Linked DNA regions of Mus musculus: regions 2 and 3 are each linked to region 1. The links are chromatin contacts, called in public Hi-C and promoter capture Hi-C maps. All regions are on one chromosome and are shown on one strand. The core of a region is the stretch at or near the end of the contact, and the rest is flanking DNA. Distances in the headings are between cores, read along the strand shown. Region 1 holds the start of Fstl5 (follistatin-like 5). Region 2 overlaps Fstl5 (follistatin-like 5). Region 3 has its middle 370 kb from the start of Gm23644.

Region 1 (3,154 bases), core at 386-2,885:
ACACCTTGATGATGTGCACAGCTTGGTGAGTTCAGACAGTCAAGTAGGAAGCAGCACTACAGCTCACCTATTCCGATTAACACAAGAATTGTAATGAAACAAGCTTTGACTTTTTCTAGGCACTCTTTCTCCTCCATCTAATGTCACTGAATGCCATGAATGGAGAATCACACCATTTCCCAGACATATCTCATCTGTTTAATACATGTGTGAACAATAGCACTATCTATGGGAACACCAAGTAACTTCCACCATTTAGTGTTTGCTCACTATGAGCAGTCTTGTATGGTGTTTATCCATACCAAGTTCTCCTTTCAAAACACACTCAGATCACACTGCCAAATGACAAAAGGAACATAGCTTCACGTGAAACCTTTTAAGTCAAAAACGTTCTCTGTTAAGCATGCAAGAGGTTAAAGGTTGATGAAATAGCAAGACATCTTCTCAACCCAAGCTTACCTGCCTCACTCAATCACCTAAGCAGTCAACACTATAATGTAAGCTGATACTATATTATTAAATCAGAGTATCTCATTTGCATTCACCTCTGACCTGACGGGCTGGGGAGAGATGACATCTACTAGGAAATAGCAGAACAAGCAGTCCCCAACTTGGAAATTCACAGGACCTTGGGTGTGAAATCCTCACAGACTGAGTTTCACTAGTTTTATTTGCACCCGCTGCACAACAACATATGTAAATGAAGCCAGCCTGGCAGAAATAGCCCTATCCCTTCCGTCTCCCCTCCAAACCATGTTAACAAGCTCAGCACTTTGCAATTCATGTTTCAGACACACAAAATATTATTTATTATGCAAACAGTAGGTCATTCAAATATGCTTTTAAATTAAATGCATTTTAAAGAACTTGGAAATTTTTATCACATCCATACACATATTTGTGGGCTTGATATTGAACAGTTACAAACCCAAGCCACACTACAAGTATTCATCTAAAATATTTACACTGATAAAGCAAGATGTATCATGACATTAAGTTCACAAAAACAGACAGCTCTCAACTTCCTTAACACTTTAATAATCGTGGTCTTCAGTATTATTAGAAGAGCATCTCTATTGTATCAAATTATTAATTTTTATAATTATTTCCAAAGTCCTGTCTCAAATTATAGAAATAAAAATAACTTATTTTTAAATTTTTTCACGGCTGCCTGCATTTCTCACCCACTTGCAATCATTTATAACAATATTCTATTCTTACCTTATTTGAAGTAAAAAACAAAAAAGTCCTCCAAAAAGATTTCTAAATGATGTGAAAATATGAGTCACAGTGTAAAAAAGAAAAAAGAAAAATAATAACGATGAAAAGATCCTCTTAGGTTGGAAAAAAAATCCAAATACTTTGAGTTAGAACTACAGAATCTCCAAAGTCACGCCTGAGTGGGCGCCCAGATTGCAAACATAGGAGTCTCTCCCACGTCCGAGTCGCACTCCTTTGTCAAGTTAAATTGGGTCCTGTGGTGAAGCGGGTCCCACTGGGCACATAGGGTTCCAGTGGGCGTTGCCTCCAGGTGCCCAAGCAGGCGATCCCTTACACCCGGGGTTCAGCACCGACACTCTGTGGACAGCACCAGCTCCGCTCACGTCCAGTTTGTCTCAGTCACTGAACCAGGATGATTCTCGCGCCTCCTCCCTCCGCAAAAGCCAGGCTGCCCGTCAACCCCGGTGTGCCCCGCCCCCACATCTGACGTAACTGTTTTGCATATTAACTCTCCAGGAGGTGAGGGGCGGCCCCTTGGCTGGGCTTCTGATGGGTTCAGCTACCGCAATCCAGAGGACCAGACTCAAGATTAAAATCAGCATTTGGGCATTGGTCGGACTTTATGCTCCATTCGCGGAGCCCAGCAGAAACTATAAAGGCTGCGGCGGTGTCTGCGCCTCCTCCTTCGCTGGGACCGCGGATCCCGGGACTCTGCGACCTCACAGCCCGCTAGGGAGACCAGGCTTCCTAGTATGGGACTGTGAGGTAAAGAACTGCGCACCAAGAAGTCATCCAGTCCTGTCTCATGCATCAGACCCTTTAATCTTCCAGACCAAACTTTCTCTCTCATTTGGTTGTGGGTGGGTACCTGATTCAGACTTCTGCTCCTATATGGGGCTCTTGGAGTGAGGCCCTGCTGCAGAAACTTGACTGGAAAAGAATTAAAAATATCTGAGCGCAGGAAGGGTATTTGAAAGCTTGTAATGCTTGCCACCTCTCCGAAACAGGATTTTTTTTTTTTTTTTTTTGCCATGTGACTGTTTAGTTTATGATAAGCTTCATAGAATTGGAGATGGCAGGATTTTAGAAGCTCATATTAATAATGCTTTGTTTGAAAGTTCTCAGCTTCAACTCTCATCGCCAAACCAAGAAGCTTGTACAGTTTTTATTATGTCCGATACATCACTTGTTCTATGAAAGATGGAACAGGCTGGAAGCAGTGTCACAGCTTTTAGCAGTTCTCTCAGTGTGTATGATCTTCCTTGTCCCAGGATGCTACAAAAAGGACTTTGACAAAGGAAGAGGCCCAGACAGGTCACATCCACAGTGATCTCTGACTTGTGAAGGAAACAAAAACCAAAAAAAACAAAAACAAAAAAAAACAAAAACAAAAACAAAAAACAACCCACCAAAAACAAACAAAAAAACCACTCCAGGTACAGCCCCATACCTTCCACACAAACTTCCTACACCTAGTGTTAATTGAACAGAAAGTAGTATATAAAACTAAGCCCACGATTTTTAATTACATAAAGCTTTTTCATAAAATGTGTATCATTTTTTTTAAAAAACACCTACTATTAAATGTGCTATTTTCCACAGGATTACACGAGTTCTTCATCGTTTTCCAGGAATCTAAGCAAACTTCTCACTGGGACCACTCCTGTGTTCCCAGCAACGTTAATTAGATGATCAACTTGGGTTTCCTGGGAAAGCATCTTTAACAAACAAAGACAATAATTCTCAGATGCAGAGCAATCTGCCATGCTTTGGTCTCCTCTGGCGACTACCAACTTTATGTTAATATATAAATGGCAAATGTTATTTTGAGCTGCTCATTATGTGGACACACATGCGCGTGCGCGTAGATTTATTGTTTCTGTTCCTGGTGCACTTTTAATGACAGTTTTAGAAACCATGGCAGGAAATGAAA
Region 2 (3,256 bases), core at 526-3,025, 610 kb before region 1:
CTTGTACAGTCACATGAGTAAGGACTCCATAATAAATCCTATCCTGTAGTTTTATCTACTGCTGTTGTATTCTTTGGAGGGCTTACAACACCTGCTATCATAATGTATAATTTAGATATTTAATTCTTCATTAATGTTTATAAATTCTTCTTGTGTTGAGTTATTTAGAGCAGATCGAATGTTATACATAAAATACTCAGTAAGTTGTATCCAAGCAGCTGATGAAAGGCGCTGGCAAGAGGTCTCAGAGAGTAAAGGCTCTGGCTGCCGACTCAGATGATTCAAGTCCTTTAATGTACATGGGAAAAGGAGACAACTCCGACAAGCTAAACACACACATACACACACACCTTGGCGCATGCGCATGCACAGCAAATAACAACAACAGAATACATACACATATATAAACATAAGTGAATGAATGTAAATCAAAAAGCAAAAAAAAAAAAACCCTCTTTTTAAAAGAAAAGCTTTTTTGTGCAATACAGAATATTGAACTTAGACATTGTACATACACAATGAATAATCATCAGTGAGATACAAATTTGTTCCTCGTCTCTATTAGACAAAACTTCAGAGCTCCAGAACTGTCACTGAAGTACAAACTGGCTCAGAACTCAGAATCTGACAGCCATTTGCAAAGTGACTTTTACAGGTGGTTGCCAACTTTTAAGAGCACTTAGATGCTGGGCAGTGGTGGCATATGCCTTTAATCCCAGCACTTGGGAGGCAGAGGCAGGTGGATTTCTGAGTTCAAGGCCAGCCTGGTCTACAAAGTGAGTTCCAGGACAGCCAGGGCTACACAGAGAAACCTTGTCTCAAAAAACCAAAAATAAATAAATAAATAAATAAATAAATAGATAAATAAATAAATAAATAAATAAAACTAATTTAAAAATAAAGAGTACTTAGTATCAGTATCACTACTGTGGATATTTTATAGAAGTTCTGGAGATGTCTGACCATCTTAGCTTTTCCTCTTCGGTTAATAAGATTCATAGATCTAGAGCTCTTGATATTGCCTGAGAATGTTGTAAAATGTAAATAACTTAGGAACAATAAAGGAGGAGACTACATAATTCCTGGGGTCTAACGGGAACACGGGAAATACCAACACATATCTGAGTAGCCATTTATCCACAGTGGGACTTAGAGCTACCTGTCTAACTTGGCCTTGGCTTCTTCAAATGGACTGTGTAATAATAGTAACAACAACAGGTATGATTTGAGCATCCCTGCAGGAGCCATATATGCAACTCTTTAAAGTTCCTTGGAGATTTTGTTTTATTTTTCAGAAATAGGTAATAATATAAGGCACCACATTTCTTTCTTAATGGGGGAAAGAGTATGGGAGAAGCCAGAGTGCTGCCTTGGAACAGACTGGTGGTCTGCAAACATTACATGCATTCCTGCCTGATCACAGCCCCACTTATCTATTTGGAGAGGCATTTATACTGCTCCTATTACCTAGTACCTGCTAAAGCTGTTTATGGAAACCACAAGGAAGAAATAACTTTTATGCTCCTTTTAGTTTGCTATAAATTCAGAAACAATTTTGCTTGAACAGCTGATCTGTGAATTAATAATGAGCGACTATAACTTTTTTTCACTACAGTATGTCAAGTACTTCCTTTGTGTTTAAAAATTGATGAGGCTCAAAATTCTATTTCTTTACATGAAACAGATTTCAAAAGCATATTGGGTAATCACCACCTCTCTCGTATGGCAAGTTGTTTTCCAAGCTCATGTCTTGGCTAGTAAAAATGAAATAAAAACAGCATTCAGCTCAGTATAAAATGTGATAATCCTCCTTTAAAGACTTCCAGAAAATGCTGTCTTGAAAAATCATGCCAAGAATTATTTCTAGTAAAATGCCTCATGTTCTGTCTCAGAAACATTGTCTATCTAAACCAACAGATTTGAATCTTTTCTCTTTTCTTTTTCACTAAAAAATAGATTTTTCTCTCATACAATACCTCCCACAGTTTTCCCTCCCTCCACTGCTCCTGCCCCACCCCACACTGTCACCTCTCCTCTCCCTTATATGAACACCCTCCTCTGTTTTCACTTTTAAAAAAGACTATGTTTCCGAGAGATGACAGCCAGAAGGACGAAACAAGATACAGTAAGACAGGGCAAAATAATGTGCATAACCTTCCCACTGAATCTATGCAGTTTCTTCCGTGTCTGTTTTGTTTGTTTGTTTGTTTGTTTGTTTCCTGCATGGTACTCAATTTACATTTACTTCTCTCAAATAGCAAGAGTGCTCTTTTAGGCCTACAGTAGGTCCCATTTACTCTGCAACTGGCCGAGAGCTTTCCATCACAGGATAACAGGACAGATCCAGGGCAGAGTTAAACTCTTGTTCTCCTGGGAAGCTGATGTCAGCTGTGCTTAGTCACAACAGCATCTGAACCAAGTCAATTTGAAGGATGCCCAAGGCAGTAGACAGCGCTTGGCTCATTCTAGCATTTTATACTGTGCCTCAGCAGATTGAGGCTGAGTAGAAACAAGGATTAAATAAACCTGAAAACCCAACCAGATCACCCATAAAGGGAAAATATTTCTTTATTTTATAAAGAAGCCATTTACAAATTAGTGTACAGAGTAAAGGTCTTCCAGTATATTCTCATGCATGCTTTGGTCTGCTCATTTTTTCTCCCATTTTTTTTTTTTTTGGCCCCTAGTCCTCCTGTTGTTTCTCATGGTTTGTTCTGCACTAGGATCCCCCTCTCTGCATTTTATTTTTTAATCACACATACTCTATTACCCTCTATTTATTTTCTCCTCCCTCCTTCCTGCAACAACTCTCATTTTTTCCTCGTGGTCCTCTTTATAGTTTCAGCACCTATGCCTCCCACATGTAAAATACACATATGCCCAGAAATTACATATAGGATTTGTGTATGAAAAAAAATCACACAATATTTATCTTTCAGTGTCTGGGTAACTGTGCTTAATATAATACGGCATCCATCTCTCAGAAAATGTCATAGAACTCTAGTTTGAATGGGTAGCACATTTTAGCAAGAACAATTCTTAAAGTGGTGTTTATATATTTACTTTATCTCATGAAGGAAAGGTTAATATTTTTCAGAATACTAGCTAAGTGTCTTCTGAGGTCACTGGGTTAAATAGCATATTATGTGGAAATAACTACTCTATGCTGCTTGAAGATTTATGTCTGGAATGGAGAAAAGTTTCCAAAGCAGCTTGAGTGAAGTAACTGAGTATAACTGTATTTAAAGACAAAGCT
Region 3 (3,340 bases), core at 110-2,609, 660 kb before region 1:
TAATCTTGATTTAATGCAGGTAAGTCAGGTCGCACATCCATTTCTTTTAGAATTTCCAGTTTTATAGAGTACAGATTTTTGAGGTAAGACCTATTGATTCTGTGGATTTCCTTGGTCTCTTGTTATGGCCCCTTTTAATTTATGATTTTTTTTGTTAATTGGGTTATTATAAGGATTTATCCTGTTGATTTTCTCAAAATGCCAACTTTTTATTTCATTGATTCTTTGCATTGTACTCTTTGTTTATATTTTATTAGTTTCTGCCCTGAGTATGATTATTTTCTGCCTGTTCTTGAGTATGTATTCTTCTTTTTTGTTCTAGAGCTTTCATGTCTGCTATTAAGTCAATTGTATGCAATCTCATTCATTTCTTTATGAAAGCACTTAGTGCTATGAACTTTCCTCTTAGCACTACTTCCATTGTGTCCCATAAGCTGGGATTGTTGTACATTCATTTTTATTGAATTCTAGGAAGTCTTTTATTTCTTTCTTCATTTCTTTCTTGTCATTCAATGGAGAGTTTTTCAGTTTCAATGTGTTTATTTTGACTTTCTATTTTTTCTTTCCTTGTTGAAGTTCAGTTTTAATCGTGTTCCGATAAGATGTTGGGGCTTACTTCAGTTTTCTTGTATCTGTTAAGACTTTCTTTGTCACAAAATATATGGTCGATTTTGGAGACAGTTCCATGAGATGCTGGGAAGTAGGTATATTCTTTTGTGTTTGGATGAAATGTACTATAGATGTTTGTTAGGTCCATTTATATTGTAATGTCTGTTATTTCCACTGTTCCTCTGTTTAATTTCTGTCTCAATAGCCTGCCCTTTGTTGTCAATATGGTGTTGAAGTGTCCTGTGATTAATGGGATTGATGTATGATTTAATCTTTAGCAGTATCTCCTTAACAAATGTGGATATCTGCTGCAGACCCTCTGGGTCCCTTTGTCTACGTGGAAGGAGTCTCTGGGTGCAGATGGGCAAGGAGTCGGCAGATGACAGACAGACCAAAACGCGAGATTGTGTAGAATCTGAATGTATTTTGTCAGGTCGCACATCAAACTCTTTATAGCAGACCTTTTCATGAATACTGCAATACCACAACCCTCCCCCCCCCTGCCTATTTCCTAGGCCTTGCTAAATTCTTATGAGTGTAACTTTTAAATATCTGGAGAATCTCCATTTGTCAGAAGAATTCTCCAACTTACTTCTAATATGAAGCTTGCTATACCTAGCTGTAGAGGAGATCTCTGTCTCAGTGGGATTCCCTAGCTCTATCATGGTATTCCCTTGTATGGGTGCTATTTGCTACTGTCCTTAGTAAATACTTTGCAGACCAGCTCTGAGCTGTTGTCCTTAGTAAATACTCTGCAGACTAGCCCTAAGCTGTTGGCTCTGTCTTTTGTAATGCTGAATTAGTTACTGAATAGATAACTTCCTTACTGCATTCTTGCCAGATTCCAAGCTTTGTAGGCTTCTAGAACCTTGGAACACTGATGGGGGCTTACGAATGTCAGAATTCAATCTTAAAAGACACTTATTATAAAATAATACTAAAATAGAGCACGTGGATCCATACACGAGACTAACGTGGGGATAGGGTATGAGTATACGGGCTAATGACAACGCCAAAGCTCCAGGAGTTGAGTTTCTGTGAAACTCTTTGCCTCATGAGTGCTTCTAGGTTTTGCAGCCTGTCAACCAGACTTCACTGGAGTGCTTAGCATTTCCCAGTGTGCGTGGCAGATATCATTACTTTTTGGGCATATACATTTGATATTGAGATATCTTCTTTGTGGATATCTAATTTGATAAGTATGAAGTGTGCTTCCTCGCCTCTTTGATTAATTCTTGTTAAAAGTCTATTTTGTTAGCTATTAAAATGGCTATACCAGTTTGTTTCTTGGATCCATTTCCTTGCAATTTTTTGTCCATCCCTTTACTCTGAGGTAATGTCTATATTTAATGTTGATATGTGTTTTTTCTATGGAGCAGGATGATGGATCCTGCTTTTACATTCATTCTCTTAGTCTGAGTCCTTTTACTAGGCAATTGAGTCAAATATAGGGAAATATTAATGATCAATTATTTTTAAATCTTATTAATTTGATTTTAGTGGGGGTAGTGTGTGTGTGTGTGTGTGTGTGTGTGTGTGTGTGTGTACGCACGTGCACATGCATTCATATGCAAACACTGGTGCAGGTATTTCCTTTCTTTTGGCTTTGCTGGTATAAAATTATTTCCTGTGTTTTCTTGAGTGTAGTTAATCTCCTTACATGGGTGTTTTCTTCTAGTATCATCTGTAGAGAAGAATTTGTGGATATATATTGTTTAGATTTAGTTTTGTAGTTTTGTTATGGAAAAACAAATCTATATTTATGGTGAGTGAATGTTTTGCTGGGTATAGTAGTTTGCAGGGGTATTTGTAGTCTTAGAGTCTCAGAGCCTTTGTCCATTAACAAGTCTCATATAATTCTAATAGGTCTGCCTGTATGTGCTACTTGGCTTTTCCCCTTGCAGCTTTTAATATTTTCTTTATTCTGAAAATTTATTGTTTTGATTATTAACTGGAGGTGGTGATATGGGGAGCTTTGTTTTCTGATCACTTTTGGTGTTCTATTTGGTGTTCAGTAAGCCTCTTTTACATATATAAGCAGCTCTTTCTTAGGTTAGAGAAATTTACTGTGATTTTGTTGAAAATATATTCTGTTCCTTTGAGCTGGAAATCGTCTACTTCTATTCCTATTATTCATAGGTTTGCTCTTTTCATAGTGTCACAAATTTCCTGGATGCTTTAGGTCTGGAACTTTTTAGAGATAACATTGTCTTTGACCAATGTACCACTTGCTTCTATCAGATCTGCTATACCTGAGATTCTGTCTTACATCTTTTGTATTCTATTGTCCATTCTTAAATTCTTAGTTCCTCTTTACTTACCTAGATTTTCCATCTCCAGTATTCGCTCAGTTTTGTGTTTCCTTTATTGCTTCTATATCCATTTCAGGTGTTGAACTATTTTACTCATTTAATTTACTCCTCTCTGTATTTGAATTTTCCTGGATTTCTTTAAGGGATTTATTCATTTTCTCCTTAAAACCTCTATCATCTTCACATAAATGGATTTAAAATCTTATGTATGTGTTTGTGTGTGTGTGCATTTGTGTGTGTGTGTGTGTTAGTGTGTGCATGTGTGCATGTGCATGCTTTAGCTGAGGTGGAATATCCAGATATCTTACAGTTGTAGGATATCTGGGTTTTCATGGTACATATTCGCCTGGCTATTATTGATTGTTTCTTGTACTAGCTATTAGTCAGTTGGGTTTGGGATTATTATTGGGTTGAGTGAT

Evidence for each region. Promoter capture Hi-C pulls out the DNA fragments that hold promoters and counts their contacts. A called contact is a pair of places that touch in the nucleus more often than the background predicts.
Region 2: a contact with region 1 is called in a Hi-C map of cortical neurons. The contact joins the enhancer-like site here to the promoter of Fstl5 in region 1. A contact is called at or near these places in 12 of 39 promoter capture datasets (the C10 cell line, the HPC-7 cell line, cranial neural crest and 5 more), 1 of 484 Hi-C or Micro-C datasets (cortical neurons), 2 of 115 datasets of contacts at active chromatin or transcription factors (astrocytes and stem cell-derived neural progenitor cells) and 1 of 9 other capture datasets (liver).
Region 3: a contact with region 1 is called in a promoter capture Hi-C map of embryonic stem cells, with 3 times the contacts expected there. The contact joins the enhancer-like site here to the promoter of Fstl5 in region 1. A contact is called at or near these places in 8 of 39 promoter capture datasets (the C10 cell line, embryonic stem cells, hippocampal neurons and 3 more) and 2 of 115 datasets of contacts at active chromatin or transcription factors (astrocytes and pancreatic cancer cells).

What each region holds. Positions count from the first base shown.
Region 1 is chr3:76,073,042-76,076,195 of GRCm38.p6, reverse strand. It overlaps Fstl5 (follistatin-like 5), which reads right to left and starts at 1,635. Exons shown (of 16, transcript NM_178673.4): 1 at 1,222-1,635.
Region 2 is chr3:76,679,195-76,682,450 of GRCm38.p6, reverse strand. All of the region lies in intron 15 of Fstl5 (follistatin-like 5), which reads right to left. Among named protein-coding and RNA genes, the nearest start is that of Gm23644, 420 kb to the left of the region's middle. Within about 2 kb of position 1,775, at least 12 of the 459 cell types and tissues checked have an H3K27ac peak or open chromatin away from gene starts, as enhancers often do. A contact at or near this core is called in cortical neurons, where this site is marked.
Region 3 is chr3:76,737,445-76,740,784 of GRCm38.p6, reverse strand. No RefSeq gene overlaps it. Among named protein-coding and RNA genes, the nearest start is that of Gm23644, 370 kb to the left of the region's middle. Within about 2 kb of position 1,359, at least 5 of the 459 cell types and tissues checked have an H3K27ac peak or open chromatin away from gene starts, as enhancers often do. A contact at or near this core is called in embryonic stem cells and stem cell-derived epiblast-like cells, where this site is marked.